2 separate regions of the Rattus norvegicus genome follow, and region 1 is linked to region 2. The links are chromatin contacts, called in public Hi-C maps. All regions are on one chromosome and are shown on one strand. The core of a region is the stretch at or near the end of the contact, and the rest is flanking DNA. Distances in the headings are between cores, read along the strand shown. Region 1 has its middle 24 kb from the start of Rock2. Region 2 has its middle 20 kb from the start of E2f6.

Region 1 (7,763 bases), core at 1,616-4,115, 45 kb after region 2:
TGCCACTTGCCTCTGTTTCAGCTAGACTGGTAGGCCAGCCTGGGATCTGCCCCTCTGGCCTGACTCCTTCAGTGCACACTACCACACCCACCTTTTATGTGGGTCCTAGGGATCCAAACTAGGGATCCTCATTCTTGTGCAGCAAGCACTTTACCCACTGAGTCATCTTCCCAGCCCATAATGCCTGAATATTTCCATTACCCTATAAAGAAACCCCATACCCATTTAGCAGTCCATCACCACGCCCCTTCCTGGACCATCTTTTCTTTTTTTTTTTTTTTTTTTTTTGGTTCTTTTTTTCGGAGCTGGGGACCGAACCCAGGGCCTTGCGCTTCCTAGGTAAGCGCTCTACCACTGAGCTAAATCCCCAGCCCCCTGGACCATCTTTTCAACAGAAATAGTTGATTCTACATCAAGTCAGAACTAAGATGGCTTCCTGCTTTATAAAAATCCAGTTGGGACCTGGAACCAGTAAAGACTGGGGCTGAGGTTGGGTCAGCAGCTGGTGGCAAGGATCCTTGGCTGCGGGGTCTCAAAGTTTAGCTGGTAAAGTACCTGCTTATCTTTTGCAAAGCCCAGTACCTTATAAACTTGGCTTGGTGGCACACCTAGAAGCCCAGCATTTGGGAGTGATAGGCAGAAGGATCGAAGTTCAAGAGTGTTCTTAGCTACATAGAGACTTTTCAGCCAGTCAGGACCACGGCGGCACGGATTGTTGGTGTTGGGGGTGGGTCTCAAAGGTGCCAGGGAACTCTCAGGACAGTATAGATTCAGAATCCTCATAGGAATCTCTGGATCCTCAGAGGGCTATGCCCATTACTAGTAGAGCTGCCTCACAAAGGGCAGATAGATCAGCAAGAGCGGGCAGAAAATCGAATGCCGGTCTTCACTCAGGGCCACTGTGTTCTTGAGTGCTACAGTTCTGGATCCAGACCCAGCATGTCTCAGCGCTTTCAACTTTGACACAGTTACTTTGGTCAGAGCCACATGGTCTCATACTGAAGGGAATTGAGCAGAGAGGCGGGCGGGAGGGTAAGCAGGAGAGGGGGTGCTACAGAAATGGAACTCCCCAATTGGTGCTCAGAAGCCAGATCCCAGGAGGCAAAGTTATGTGAAGATAGTCTTCTCTTCTAGTGCTCGAAGCTGTGTGGGCAGGTGACGCTGGGAAGAAAGAGCAAGTGCAGCCTCACTGCCCTCACCTGAATATACAGACACCTAGAGTGTGGCTGGAAACTCCTCAAAGCTCACACAAAGCATCACCAAGTAGTCTACTGTCTCTCTCTGGGATGCAACTGTCCTGCCTGGCTATCTCTGACATTGGTGTGTGCAAGCTTTTCCTCAATAGCTAGCTGTTCCTGTCTCTCAGTATTAGGGGCGGGGGTGAGCTTCAATAGGGAACACTTCCTTTCCAGAAATCTCTGGGCCACCCTGCAAATGGATTCTGCACACACACACACACACACACACACACCCCAGCTCGGCAGACCACTGGGAGGGGCTGGCTGTACAAGTCAAAACTTGTTCACTGTCACAGTGAGGCCACTCAGGACCTGGCAACAGCGACCTTTCTTTGTCCCTCCACATAGCTGTTGCTAGAAATTCCCATTAAAAAAATTTTCCTTCTTAGAATTCTAATAGGGTATTACGTTACATAAATTTCAGGCCCAAGAGAACATTCTGTTTCCAAACGATAGCAGTGTACCTATCAGGAGCTCAAGGGCCTCAAGAGTGACTGGAACAAGAAACAGGGAAACTGTCAGAACATCTCTGGGGTCTGGGAGCCACTGTGAGCTCTTGCAGACAGGCTCCCAAGGCATGTTCACATCTGGTCAACTCAGCTGGCCCTGCCTGGCTTGACCAGCTTCCTCTCTCAAGGGCCTGGAAGAAGTGAAGAAACAAATCACAAATCAGTCAGTAACAAGCAGCTGATTATGGAGCTTGGCTCCATCTCTGGTCCGGGTTTGCTAAAGTGGCGAGAGAGAGAGAGAGGAAGTCCTGCAGCTGTGGGTGGGGCTGGTTTTGAATGAAGGGAATAAGGACTGGGGAAAATGTCTCACATGGTAAAATGCACGAAGACCCAGAATCTACATACAATTTAATAAATAACAATCTAGGCACAGTATTTCATGCTTGTAATCCCAGTGCTGAAGAGGTAGAGACAGAGAGACTCCCGAAGTCTACTGCTTGGTCAGTCTAGTCAGCTCCAAGCCAATGAGATCTCAAAAAACAAGGTGGACAGTTCTTGACAAACAACAGTTGAGGGTGTCTCTGGCCTCTACCTACGGACAAATGGCAAACGCAGGAACGTGAAGGCAATGGGGCAGGGAGGCAGACATCCACTCTCCTCTAGAAAGGTCTGTTGCTTTCACACAGCTGAGTTGCTGCTATGCCTTGTCGTTCCCATGGTAACACCCATTCCTCTTTTAGGAGAAACTGGCTATTGGTCCATAGGGCTTGAATTCCTCTTGGGACCTTGGGGGCTGGTTACCTCTGGAACCCGCTCAGAGCCCCGATAGTTTCAGGAAGAGATACCAGCTCTGTGTAGCCTTGCCCAGGACAGCCACACACCCTCCAGCCAAGTGCAGAGGGTGCCAACTCCACTTCCACACCATGGAGGGGTGCCAGGCAATTCACAGGTCGTCTCTGCAACAGTAACAGTCATAAATACTCAGCTATGAGATGTGCTCTCTTGGCCCTGGGAGGCTTAAATGGGCCTCTTTATTTCCCAGCCTTCCTGCTAAAGGGGGAACACAGTAGAGCTGGGAGGGAGGACATTCCAGAAATACCACAGAGCCCTCAGTGAGCCTGCTAGAGGAAGCACTTCAGAGAGAGGGAGCAGCAGGAAGGGGCCCAGGCCCCAGGGCCAGTGGCTGCCAGGGAGAGGAGGGCCTGGCCTTGCTCTTAGAGGAACCCCTGGGGCCAGGGCAGGGCTAGCTTCTCATCCAGGCCAGTTTTCCACTACGTCACATCATCTTTGGTTCAAATTGGTGGAATGTTACCGCAATATGGCATCTGAGTGAACTCCAAAGATGTTGTGTTGGTCAAAGATCCCTGGGGGAAGTGGCCCGGATTAACTTAAAACCAAACCATTTTCAAACAGTCTCCACCCAGGTCCTGCTTGTTTACTCAGTGGGGGAAATCCGCCTTCTTCAGGCCTGCAGCTGTTGAGGAGTCCACTGGGGGCACAGTGGTACAAAAGGAAAGAGAAAGCACTCTTCCAGTAGTCGGTTCCTCCCGGTAGTCCGCTCCTCCTGACTAGCTGACATCCTTTTGTTTTCAAATGGTGGAGCTGGGGGTGGAACCCAGAGCCTCAAGTAAACTATGTGAGTCCTCTGCTTGCAGCTACACTCCCAGTCCTAAGTGTAGGGCTGGGTTAGCTATCCCTAGCTACCCGGAGCCTATGCTATTCATCCTGGGGTGAGAGCTGATTGGTAAAGTGCTTGCTTTACAATCATGAGGAACAGAACCCACATTTAAAAAAAAAAAAGCCATACTTGGTGGTGCATCCCTGTAATCCAGCAATGGGGAGATGGTAAACAAGACTCATTGGGAAGCTCTAGACCAACGAGAGAGCTCTGCCTCAAAAAAAAGATAAGGTGGACAGTCCCAAGGAATGACAACAGAGATTGCCTTCTGTCCTCCATATCTACTTGTATATAAAAGTACATGATGTGTGTACATAAACACACAGACACACACACACACACACACACACACACACACACACACACACACAAGAATACAAAGGAATCATGGGTAAGAGAGATCGCTCGTGTGCAAAGGTGTTGTCCACCAAGCCTGACAACCTGAGTTCAATCCCTGGGCCCCATATGGTAGGAGAAAACCAACTCCAGAAAGTTGTTCTCTGACTTCCACATGTGCATATAAATATAAATAAATAAATAGAAAGAAAGAAGGAAGGGAAGAAAGGGAGGAAGGAAGGAAGAAAGAAAAGAAAAGAAAAGAACAGGAACATCATACAACTTTGTGTTACATTTTGTGTTGCTGGGAATCGAGCCACTGGACAATATACTCAACCCCTGACTGAAATATCTATGTGACCTCCTTTGTCTTGAGAAAGCCATGGGGCATCTCCTTGGGTAAAGCTTTCCCCATGGGGATGACGTAAACACTCATGCATGCACATGCATGAACTGCCCTTTCCCTAAGTCTCAGGAAAATCCCAGTTTTTACATCTAATCTTCGTATTGGTTTATGGGAGCTGATGTCCTTTGAGCATGAGACTGAGGTGGGAGACAGCCCTCCCACTTGCAACTTCTTTGTTCCCTGTCAACAAACAGGGTGGGAAATTTGGGCTTACTGTCAGGAGGTCCAAGAATGGGACTCCAGCTTGTGTAGGGCTGTGCTACCTATTTCAGGAATGGGACATCTGAGTCACCGTTTTAATCAAACACAGGTGTTCTCAGCAGCCCTCACAGCTGAGTAATGTCACTGAGGGGCTCATCGCACTGGCTCCACTGTCTGAGGGCCCTAGTAAAGAACTAGGAGAAAAAGAACACAGACGCTTAGGATGGCATCTCCCAGCTCATATCATGGTAAAGTTTACATTGTAGACATTCTGTAGTAAAGCCCAATTTCAAATTCTGATCCCAAGCCAGGTATGGTGATGAGTGTCTCTAATCCCAGCATCTGGGAAACAGAGGCAGGAGGATCAGGAGTTTAAGGCTAGCTTCAGTAAGTTTGGAACTAGCCTGAGCGACATGAGACTTTTACATACATACATACATACATACATACATACATACATACATACATACATACAAATCCTGATCTTAGAACTTCCTATTCTTTCATATTAAAGACAGCTCATTTATCTTAATTTCAGAATCTATGAGAATTCAACTGTTCACAACTACAAGGGAAAGATGGTGACCATTCAACACCCCATATATGTAGGAAGTATTTAGCAAAGTTATGCACTGTTCACTGTTGCTGGTATTTGTTCTTTTAACCATTATTATTCTCTCTCTCTCTCTCTCTCTCTCTCTCTCTCTCTCTCTCTCTCGGCTCTTGCTTGTGGTGTGTGTGTGTGTGTGTGTGTGTGTGTGTGTGTGTGTGTGTGTGTGTTTGTGTGTGTAAGTCTCATAGCTCAAGCTAGTTCCAAACTTACTAAAGCTAGCCCTTAAACTCCCGATCCTCCTGCCCACCTCTGTACCCACCTGTGTGTAGGGGAATGTTTGTGCCAGAGTGCATGTGTGGAGGTCAGAGGACAACTTTTGGAAGTGTCTCTCGCCTTCTACAATGTGGGTCCTGGGGATCAAATCCATTCATGTTTGTCACCAGGCTTGGCAGGAAGTGCCCTTACCTGCTGAGTCATCTCTCAGATCCCTGGAATTCATTCTTGAACTATCCTTTGTAGCAGTTGTATTTTCCAGACCCTGAAGCTGCGCTCCGGAAGATAGGAATTGATTCTTTTGCCTTTGAAATTCTCCAAGAACAGGAAAGTGTGTAGGTAGTTGTCACCAAAGCCCCACCAATCAATCTACCTGCACTTGGGACATCACCCCAACTGCGTTCAAATGTCCTGCAGGTCCAGACATCTGACCCACATCACAGTCATCAGACTGAGATAGAGAGCAAGGAGCAAGAACCCTGGAAAAACACACAGTGCTTAAGCTTAAACATCAGAAGTGCACAGGAACAGAAGTGGACAAGTAGAAGTCCAAGCAAGCATGAACTGAAGATTCCAGAGGAGACTAGCAGTGAGATACGGAGCAAAGAGAAGTCTGCATGAAAGTGTGTCTGCAGGTGTGGGAGGGCAATCTCACACACTCCAGTTCATCAATGGTGTATTGCTGAGGACCTACTCTATGAAAGCACTGGGCTCGAGGCAGCTACAGTGAGGGTGTGACTTGGGAAAACAGACTAAGAAAAGCTTCTTACTTGGTTCCATATGGCACCAGGAGTCAGTGCCAATAACAAGAGCACAGAGGATACCGAGGAAAGAGCGTGAGGCAACGAGAGCCCAGTTGGACCTAGAGGCTGAATAGAGGACTCAGCCTGACCAGTGGAGGAAGAACTACCAACAAAGAGGGTGGTACTTAAAAGATCCAGGGACTCTTGGCTCAAGTGTGTGAGTTGAAGTTTCCAGAAGCCTGCAGCTACTGGTCCTGGCATTGCTCCAGCAGAACCCAGCAGTAGCCTTTGGGAGCCTGCTTTCTGTAGGTGACAGATACTCAGCACTCAGCTGAGGCACAACAGAGGAAAGTAAGAAATGCCCCAGGGATGACAGCAGAAAAGAAAAAATCCACAGGAATGGCTTCATCACGACAAGTTTAGTGCCAGCTTCTGTCTCTTGTTTTCGACTTTCAGCCAGTGACGGAGGAAGCCAAGCCTTTGGTTCGGTTATCCCCTTGGCAGACTGGCAGGTAGTAGATCAGATTATGTTCCAAAGGTTAACTGCATGACCTCAGTCCTGGCACTGCCTCTGGAGCCAGCAGTGCTTGAGACTCTGTGCTGTGACGTCTCAGCCTCTGTGGGCCTTTGAAGAGGTCAAAGGAGGGGGGCCTCCTGTGTCAAATGCAGTACATGTCAGAGGACAATACATACCAAATGCCTGGCCTTGAAAGCGAGAAGACACACACACACACACACACACACACACACACACACACACACAAATCTTCTGCCCTCTTTCTTGAGCCTATGAGTTGTGGAGGGCGTGGTGCATTGTGGTTAGAAGAAAACTAAGCTCAGGGTGTGACCCTCTGCATGTCCAGTCCCAGCTGGATTTCTATCAAGTGGCTCAGTACCTGTCCATGTGGGTCACAAGGTTCAGTGGGTGTGAGAAAAAGCCTCGCTGTGAGTCTGTGTGCTCTGTTTAAGGGTTTCCAGACCCCAACATCTCCCTTTCAGGAAGGCTGTTCCTGTCACTACTAAAGACAATGACTTCAGGTTGCAGACACCAAGGCATATCTTAGGGAAGTTAGGGACAAGAAAGTCCCTGCTCCCAACTGTCTGGTTGTGTAAAGATCCAGAGAGGTTGCAGTTGGTATTTACTACAAGGGTGGGGTTCCTTGGGGTCAAAGTCAGAGGTAGGTGGAAATCTGGGACTGATGAGACTACGTGAACATTTGTTTGGTGTGTCTAGTATGTGTCAGGCACTGAGCCAGGTGACTTAACATACATCAAACAGTTTATCTCCAGGACAACCCTGGGACCAGAGGCATGCTGTTATCACCATTACACAAGTTCTAATGGGCCTGGCGATGGGCCTTTGTGCCTTCCGTGCCAGTGCGGGTGCTCTCATTGACCAGGTCTCCCCTAAATTATCACTTTCTCAAACAGCTCTCTGGGTGCTGTTTCTGGCCCAGCACTGCCCCCCCCAATCTTTTTACATTGCAAAATGTTTTTACGGTCCTCTAACCTTCGGATATACTCCACGGCATAAGAATAAAACACACACACACACATCACACATCATCACACATCACACATACATATACACAGATTGAAAAGAAAAGGCAAAGCAAAGCATTTTCTCCTGTTGCCCACCACTCTTCTTAGATACAGTAGGAGAACAGAGACTTCTCAATGAGCCATAGAATCCATCCATGATCTCAAGCATGTGGCTATGAAGCAAGAGTGGGTCTCACAGCAAACTTCTTATTACATAATTTACACAGCACTCGGAGAGTGGCAGGTATTTGAAGAGGACTCACTGTAGCTGGGGAGAAAGCTCTTGAAATCCATTCCTTTGTTGTGTAATACTCACATATCATAGCTGCTGCCCCTTTGTTGGA
Region 2 (7,559 bases), core at 251-2,750:
GTATGTAAGATTCCTGGAAACTACCGCGTTTGGCCTCCAGAGGTTCCTTCTTCCTTATGTATTAAAGGTTGTTTGAAATTAGCCAAGGAAAGGCCTAGAGCGGTGGTTCTCAACCTTCCTAATGCTGCAAGCCTTTATACAGTTCCTCAGGTTGTGGTGACCCCAACCATAAGATTAATTTTGTTTTTACTTCATAACTAATGTTACTACTGTTATACATTATTATGTAAATATCTGTTCTCTGATGGTTTTAGGTGACCCCTGTAAAAGGGTTATTGGACTCCCAAAGGGAGGGAGAACTGCTGGCTTAGAAGATGCTCCATTTCCTCATTGGATTGGTGAAATGATTTGATAAGATAAGGAATAATGCAAGAGAAATAGCAAATGAGTAACATTTATACTTCAGACATGTTGGGTGGAAGGGAAAGTTGTGGAGTTAAGTATTAATAAATCCAACCATGGGGTTGCTTCCTGCCTTGATGGTTTATGCTCCCAAATGAAAGACACACGTACAGCCTTGATATCTTAATATGCCTATGGAGCACAATATCTAAGCAGCTTCCTGGCCTCCATGCTGTTAGAATCCACCTCCCAGAGATAGGCTGCTCTAGACCCAGTTGGGCAGTCCTCTGGGCCGTGCTCTCCCAGCTCCTTCACATGATGGCCATGCCTCTCTGTCCCATCCTCTTCTCACGCATGGCGTCTCCTCTCCTCTCTACACTCTCCCAGTATGGTGGGTCTCTCCCTCTTTCTCCTGGCCCCAAGCCCGGGAATCCTAAAATCCTGTCTCTCTCTGCCCTTCCAGCTATTGGCTTTATTTACCAATCAGAACCAACTAGGGGCAGGTTCTAAGAAGCTATAGGCAGATCTTGTCATGCAAACAATTTTGGGGGGAACATAATTAGCATTTGTAATACAAGCAGCTACTGAAAGTTCTGGCATCTGTGTGTAGAGGTCTTCCCACCCCCAGGAAGAGCTGAGCTTTGTAGAGTGCATGGCAGATCTTGGTTCATGTGTGGTGGTTAGAACCAGGCGAGGAGAGGACTTCATCTGATGAGAGTATCAGCAAAGAGGAGGATTCCAGCAGCAGCGAGGTCTGGAGAGCACAGAAGAAAAAATAATGAAGGGATGGCCGTTGCATAGCTCTGGTATCCCTTGGAAATGCTAGCACCGACTGTGGTCCTCTTAGTGACATGACACTAGACAAATCCAAACCCATCAGAGACTGGAACATCAACTAGACGAAGGAGTCCAAGTCCAACACAGGTCCAAATTCTTTCCTGGTTTCTACTCCCAGCTGTAGGAAGACTGATAGAAGTTGAAACTGGGAAGAGGGCACTACCTCATGCCTTCAATTCTACTGCTACCGGATAGTTGCCCAACCTGCACCAGCAAGGGAAGGATAGGGGGTGTGGTTTGCAGAGCCCCACTCCAGGGCCACAGATCAGGAGGAAAAAGGGTGAACTTGGACATGAGAAACAGAAGGAAATATTCAGCATTCCTTTCCCACTCAAGACGGCTCCATGGGGTGGCAGTATCGGCTCTGTCCCGGGCTCACTGCCACAGATGCATCTTACAAATAGAAATGACTGATTTAAATAATAAAATTCCCCCGTGGCTCTCATTCTGGAATCCTAAGTTGATTTCGGAGTCCAAATTGTTACAGACACGAATTGTTTCTCAAGAGATTTTTCTCTCTGTACCATGCATCCACAAGACACAAGAGCCACAATTGGCCTTGAGGCCTGAGAGCCTCGTGGAACAGATCCTCTGCCAATCCCCATGAGGCATAAAATGTGTCAAATTTTTAGCTGCAGTATCACTGAGCCATCTTATAATGTGTATGGGGAACAGCAGCCTTCTGCATGCAGCCCAAAGATAAAGAATAATCTAGTCAGAACATCTCATCAAGCCAGAGTTTAAATAAATCCCTTGGCAAACCTGAAGCTGTTGTCAGTTGCTTCTAGTCAACAGGGTTGAAATAGTGATCACTCAGCAAAATGGCTGAATCCAGTTGTCCACACATAGTATGAATGGAATCCAGCACACAGTGTGTGGTTACCATCTAGTCAGTGTGTGGTTACCATCTAGTGTGGAGTTAATTATTCAGATTCTAAACAGATACCTCTAGGGAATAACATGGCATGGATTGTCTTTTTGTTTTTTCTTGAGACAGTTTCTCTGTGTAGCCCTGGCTGTCCTAGAACTGACTCTAAGTCAGGTTGGCCTGGTATCTTTGCTGTAGCCACTTCTGGATTTGTGAATGTGTTACCTCAACATCCCTTTTGGCTAGCACAGCCTTCTAGCTTCTGAGTTATTCATTTCTTATAACAACGTGCCTCTGTGGTTTTCTCTGGAAGGATACTGTACCTGTGCCTGCCTCTGCCTAAGGCACACACCTCTACACCCAGCTTAACTTGGATTTTCAACAGGTGTTTTCAGATGCCATTTCGGTTAATGAGAGAAATGCCTTGTAAGCATAGGACCTATTTTTATTGGATTCTCAGCAAATGCATACACACACATGCATGCCAGCAGTGGGATCCCTAGGACTCACTGACCAGCCAACATAGCCATTTAGTGAAACCCTAGCCAACGAGAGGCCCTGTCTCACAAAACAAGGTGGGCAGCTCCTGAGGTGTGACATCAATGAGTGTCCTGTGGTACACACACACACACACACACACACACACACACACACACACACACACACACACAGAGAGAGAGAGAGAGAGAGAGAGAGGAGGAAGATAATATGAGTATCAGACACTAAGCTGATAAGATAGCTCAGCTTCTTACAAGCATGAAGACTTCAATTTGGTTCCCAGTACCCGTATAAAAAGGGTTAGATACAGTGGTGAACATTTGTAATCCTATTGGTGAGGTGGAGAGAGGAGGAACCCTAGGGCTTGCTGGCTAGCAAGCTTAGATGGCCCAGCAGGTTCCAAATTAAAGGTCCAATTTCAAAAATAAAGTGGACAACACTTGAGACATGACATCCAAAGCTGACCTCTGCCTTCCACACTGCACATGCATATGTACCTGCAAACACACGTGCACCTGAATACATATGAAGACACACACTCACGAAAGCAGACAGTATTATGTTTTTGTGGTTTGACTGTTTCCCATACGCTCCCATGTTTGAACACGTCCAACTGGTGGTGCCATTTGGGAAGGCTGTGGGAGGTGGAGCTTTGCGGAAAGTTCTTCGACCACGGGATTTAGCCTCACTATTCATGCTGCTTGTAGCTGATTGTGGATGCAGTGTGTCCAGCCGACTTCCTGCTCCTGCAATCACGCCTTCCCCGCCTGCTTCCATACCTTCACCGTTGTGGACCATATTCCCCAGGAAACAGTAAACAAAAATAAACCCCAAAATTGCTTGTGTGGGGTCTTTTATGACAGCAAAGACCAAGGAACTAAGACTCTTGCCTATGAGCAAGTTTTGTCTTCCAGAACCTCCTATGCAGAGACTTCGGTTGTCACAATGGTCCTTGAACAGGAAGTAGCATCTAATTTAGATGTCTTAGACATACATGGCCAGCAGGGTTATAGATAAACCCATCCTTGGTACCAAGTACAGTATCCTTCCAGGGAAAACCACAGAGGCAAGTTGATACAAGAAATTAAGCTAGAAGGCTGTGCTAGCCAAAAGGAACGTTGAGGTAACACACTCATAAATCCAGAAAAGGCTACAGCAAGAATACCGTAACCCAGGTATCAGGAGAGTCTCCACACTGCTGGCTCTGAAACTCCAGGAATAGCAGCCACATAACACCTTGGACCTCTGCTGGACTTGGACTCCTTCATGCAGTTGGTGCTCAAGTCTGATGGACCGGGATTTGTCTAGTGTGCATGTCACTGAGGACCACAGTCAGTGCTAGCATTTCCAAGGGATACCATAGCTACTATTTACTGCAGCTGCTGGGAGAATCTGGAAGGAGCTGTTGTTAACTCTTGTTGCCATAGGAAGACTGATAGAAGCTCGAACTTGGAAGAGGGCTCTACCTCATGCCTTCCATTCTACTGCTACCAGGTAGTTGCCCAACCTGCACCAGCAAGGGACGGATAGCGGGTGTGGTTTGCAGAGCCCCACTCCAGGGCCACAGATCAGGAAGTAAAGGGTGAACTTGGACATGAGAGACAGAAGGAAATATTCAGCATTCCTTTCCCACTCAAGATGGCTCCATGGGGTGGCGGTGGCGGCTCTGTCCCGGGCTCACTGCCACAGACACATCTTACAAATAGAAATGATAAAATAGAACTGATTTAGATGATAAAATGCCTTCGAAGTTCACATTCTGGAATCCTAAGTTGATTTCCGAGTGAGTCCAAATCAACGCGGACATGAATTGTTTCTCAGAGACTTTTTTCCCATAGCATGTTTTGTCCCATGATCCATACCCCGCTCTCAGGGAACCCGGCCACTTGCCTCATCTCATTTTTCTCTCTGATGATTGGGATGAGACTTGGCAGTAACAGCATAAGGTTCATTCACCTCCAGGATCACTTCGTTCTCTGAATTTTTCTCAGCGCACACACCCATATGCCCTCAAGCCACATCCCCCTGCCCTACACGCTGGGCTGCCAGACAGTGGTGTCTATGAAGGTGGTAACCTCAGCTGTTCACACTGTTCCAAAGCTCTGTGCCAAGAATGAGAGCCCACCAGCGTTTAAGCTGGACATGTCTCAGCACAGAACCACAGTGCTCACAAACGCAATGGCTATGCGGTTAGGGGCTGGGAAGTGTGCCCGGGCATTTTTTTTTTTTTTTTGTAGCCTACCAGTCAGGAAGCTCAGCACCCATCATTCTGTAGGTGGAAGGAAAACAACCGTCCACCCTACATCAGATGAGTACCCTCTCTGCGCACTTGTGATAGGTGGCTAGCTCCTGGAGGCAGCTGGAGGGCCAAATAAACGGAAATCTAAACACAACAGAATTAATTGGGGGAGGGAGGGAGGGAACAGGTTTCGGATTTTCCCCAGAGGTCCCTGGGATTGGTTCTTCTAAGCGTCAGTTGTAACTTATGGCTAATTCATTCATAAAGGCAAAGACTGAGTTTGAAGCCCAAAGGTTGTTCCGTTCATCTTTTTATTGGGTTTTATTCTCCCCAGGAGTTAACACGTCTCCTTTCAGTGTGTCTCTGTTCTTCCTTTGCTAACAAGCACACGGGTTTCTGAACTCTGCTCAAGGTCAATAGGGGAAGGAGAGAGGAAGCTGGCGCTCTGTGGTATTCATCTCATGCATAATGGCTCTATCACAAATATCGAGATTACAGACAGGAACCTCCGTGCCCGTAGAGCTTACACGTCTTCACACCTAGTCATTTCCAGGGCTAGTGACGCAGCAGTGGTACTGCTTCTTCCGCTTCCTCTGATTTCTTTATTATTGTGGGGGAGGGGTGAAGGATGCCCGTGGGCACGGGTGGGTGTGGAGCTGACAACTTTGAGGAGAATGGGTTTCTGCGGTTGAACTCAAGTCACCAGGCGTGCACAGCAAGCACCTTTATCTGCTGAACCTTCTCGCCAGCCTTGGCTTTTTTTTTTTTTTTTTTTGAAAACAGGGTCTAAGTAGCCCAAGCTGGCCCTAACCTAAGAAGCACTTCTTCCACCAGACCCTCCCAAATGTCAGGATTACAGGCATGATGGGGCTGGAGAGATGGCTCAGTGGTTAAGAGCACTGACTGCTCTTCCAGAGGTCCTGAGTTCAATTCCCAGCAACCACATGGTGGCTCACAACCATTTGTAATGGCGTCTGGTGCCCTCTTCTGGTGTGTCTGAAAAACAGCTACAGTGTACTCATATAAGAAAAAATAATAAATCTTAAAAAAAAAAAATTACAGGCATGAACCTTTATGCCCAGCTATATAACTTTCTTCAAAGAATAGAGTTATGGTGTCAGAATGCAGACTGTTCTGCTGTGGCCAGTGCACGGGGACAGGAGGAGGGACAGGAAACTTTGCTGGCTTTGAATGAGCAGCATCAGAACTTCATGATGGGGACATCCTGCTGCCAAATCTGGCAACTTGGGTCTCATCCCAGCACCCACACTGTAGAAAGGGAAAACTGATTCTTTTCTTTTTTATGTTTTTTGTGTATATGAGGGCTCTGTCTTCATGTATACCTGCAGGACAGTAGAGGGCATCAGATCCCATTACAGATGGTTGTGAGCCACCATGTGGTTGCTGAGAATTAAACTCAGGACCTCTGGAAGAGTAGCCAGTGCTCTTAATCACTGGGCTGTCTCTCCAGCCCAAAGAACTGATTCTTTTTTTTTTTTTTTTTCGGAGCTGGGGACCGAACCCAGGGCCTTGCGCTTGCTAGGCAAGCGCTCTACCGCTGAGCTAAATCCCCAACCCCCAAAGAACTGATTCTTAAATGTTGTTCTCTGATCTACACAAATGCACCATGGAGCGCACATGTGTCGCAAGGGTGGACATCCGCAAAAATAAAGAAGCAAGTAAATGAATGAGTTAGATGGATTTAGTACATCATAATAATATTTTTATTTTTCAGTGGTTATATGATTAAATATATTAAATAATTATTTAGTAAATAAATAAGTTTGTAGGTAGTGTGGATTCCAAAATAAAAGCAAAGAAAAAAATGGCTGAAGAAAAATCAGCTTCAGAAGTAATTTTCAGGAGGCTGCGATGGTAGCCCAACTGAGCTCTTGTACAATGCCCGAGGTTTGATCCTCGGTGCCACATAAGTGGCATGGGGGATCAAGACAGGAGGATCAAAATTCGATGGATGGGCTGGGAGGTGACTCAGTAGAAACAGCACCTGCCTCACGAGTGTGAAGACCAGACCTCAGGTCTCCAGAGCCCATGGCCTAAAGAGGATAAAGCAGTGTAGTGTACGTGTGTAACCCATCGCACCTGTAGAAAGAAGGGAGCCAGAGCTGGGAGAATCCCACAAAGCTTTCAGGCCAGCAAACTGGCATGCACAGTGGTGAACAGCAGAAGACCCTGCATCAACCGAGGAGGAAGGTAAGGACCAACCTAGAGCCAAGGTTGACCTCTGACCCCCACTCATGCCCTGTGGCTCTGTGCGCTTACCTGCACTTACACTACACATACCCACTCAAGTTCAAGGTCGTCCTGGGCTGCATAGTTAGTTCACGCCCGGTGTAAGATACATGAGACCCTATTAGAGGAAGAGGAAAAAAAGTTGGAGGAGGAAGAGAAGGAGGAGAAGGAATGGTCAGTCAATAGTGAGAATATACACGTACTTATAAATACAATCATTTTCTCTGCCCAACTCATGACCTCTTGCCATTGCACACAGCCACCTCACTGATGAAGTACCATTTCTGGAGAAGAACATGTTCGCCATTCAGAGTCAGCACCCCTCACCTACATTCCTTGGTTTCCAGGCCTGGCCCTCTAGTCTTCTTCACGATGGTTGAACTGCTGACTACAGTATACTAGCAGAAGACCATGAGGATGTGGTGATCAGAGACTGATTAATAAGCTTTCAGATATCCTTTGTAGATGAGGATCTGATTCTGTCTGCTCCCTAACCCCAAGCCGGTGAGCTGAGAGAGCTGGGGA

Evidence for each region. Hi-C and Micro-C count contacts between places; a contact is called where the count stands out from the background.
Region 1: a Hi-C map of the Rat2 cell line shows a contact between it and region 2, with 2.5 times the contacts expected there. The contact joins two enhancer-like sites. A contact is called at or near these places in 2 of 12 Hi-C or Micro-C datasets (the Rat2 cell line and psoas muscle).

Annotation. Positions count from the first base shown.
Region 1 is chr6:45,380,651-45,388,413 of GRCr8, forward strand. No RefSeq gene overlaps it. Among named protein-coding and RNA genes, the nearest start is that of Rock2, 24 kb to the right of the region's middle. Within about 2 kb of position 2,866, at least 48 of the 93 cell types and tissues checked have an H3K27ac peak or open chromatin away from gene starts, as enhancers often do.
Region 2 is chr6:45,337,496-45,345,054 of GRCr8, forward strand. No RefSeq gene overlaps it. Among named protein-coding and RNA genes, the nearest start is that of E2f6, 20 kb to the left of the region's middle. Within about 2 kb of position 1,501, at least 7 of the 93 cell types and tissues checked have an H3K27ac peak or open chromatin away from gene starts, as enhancers often do.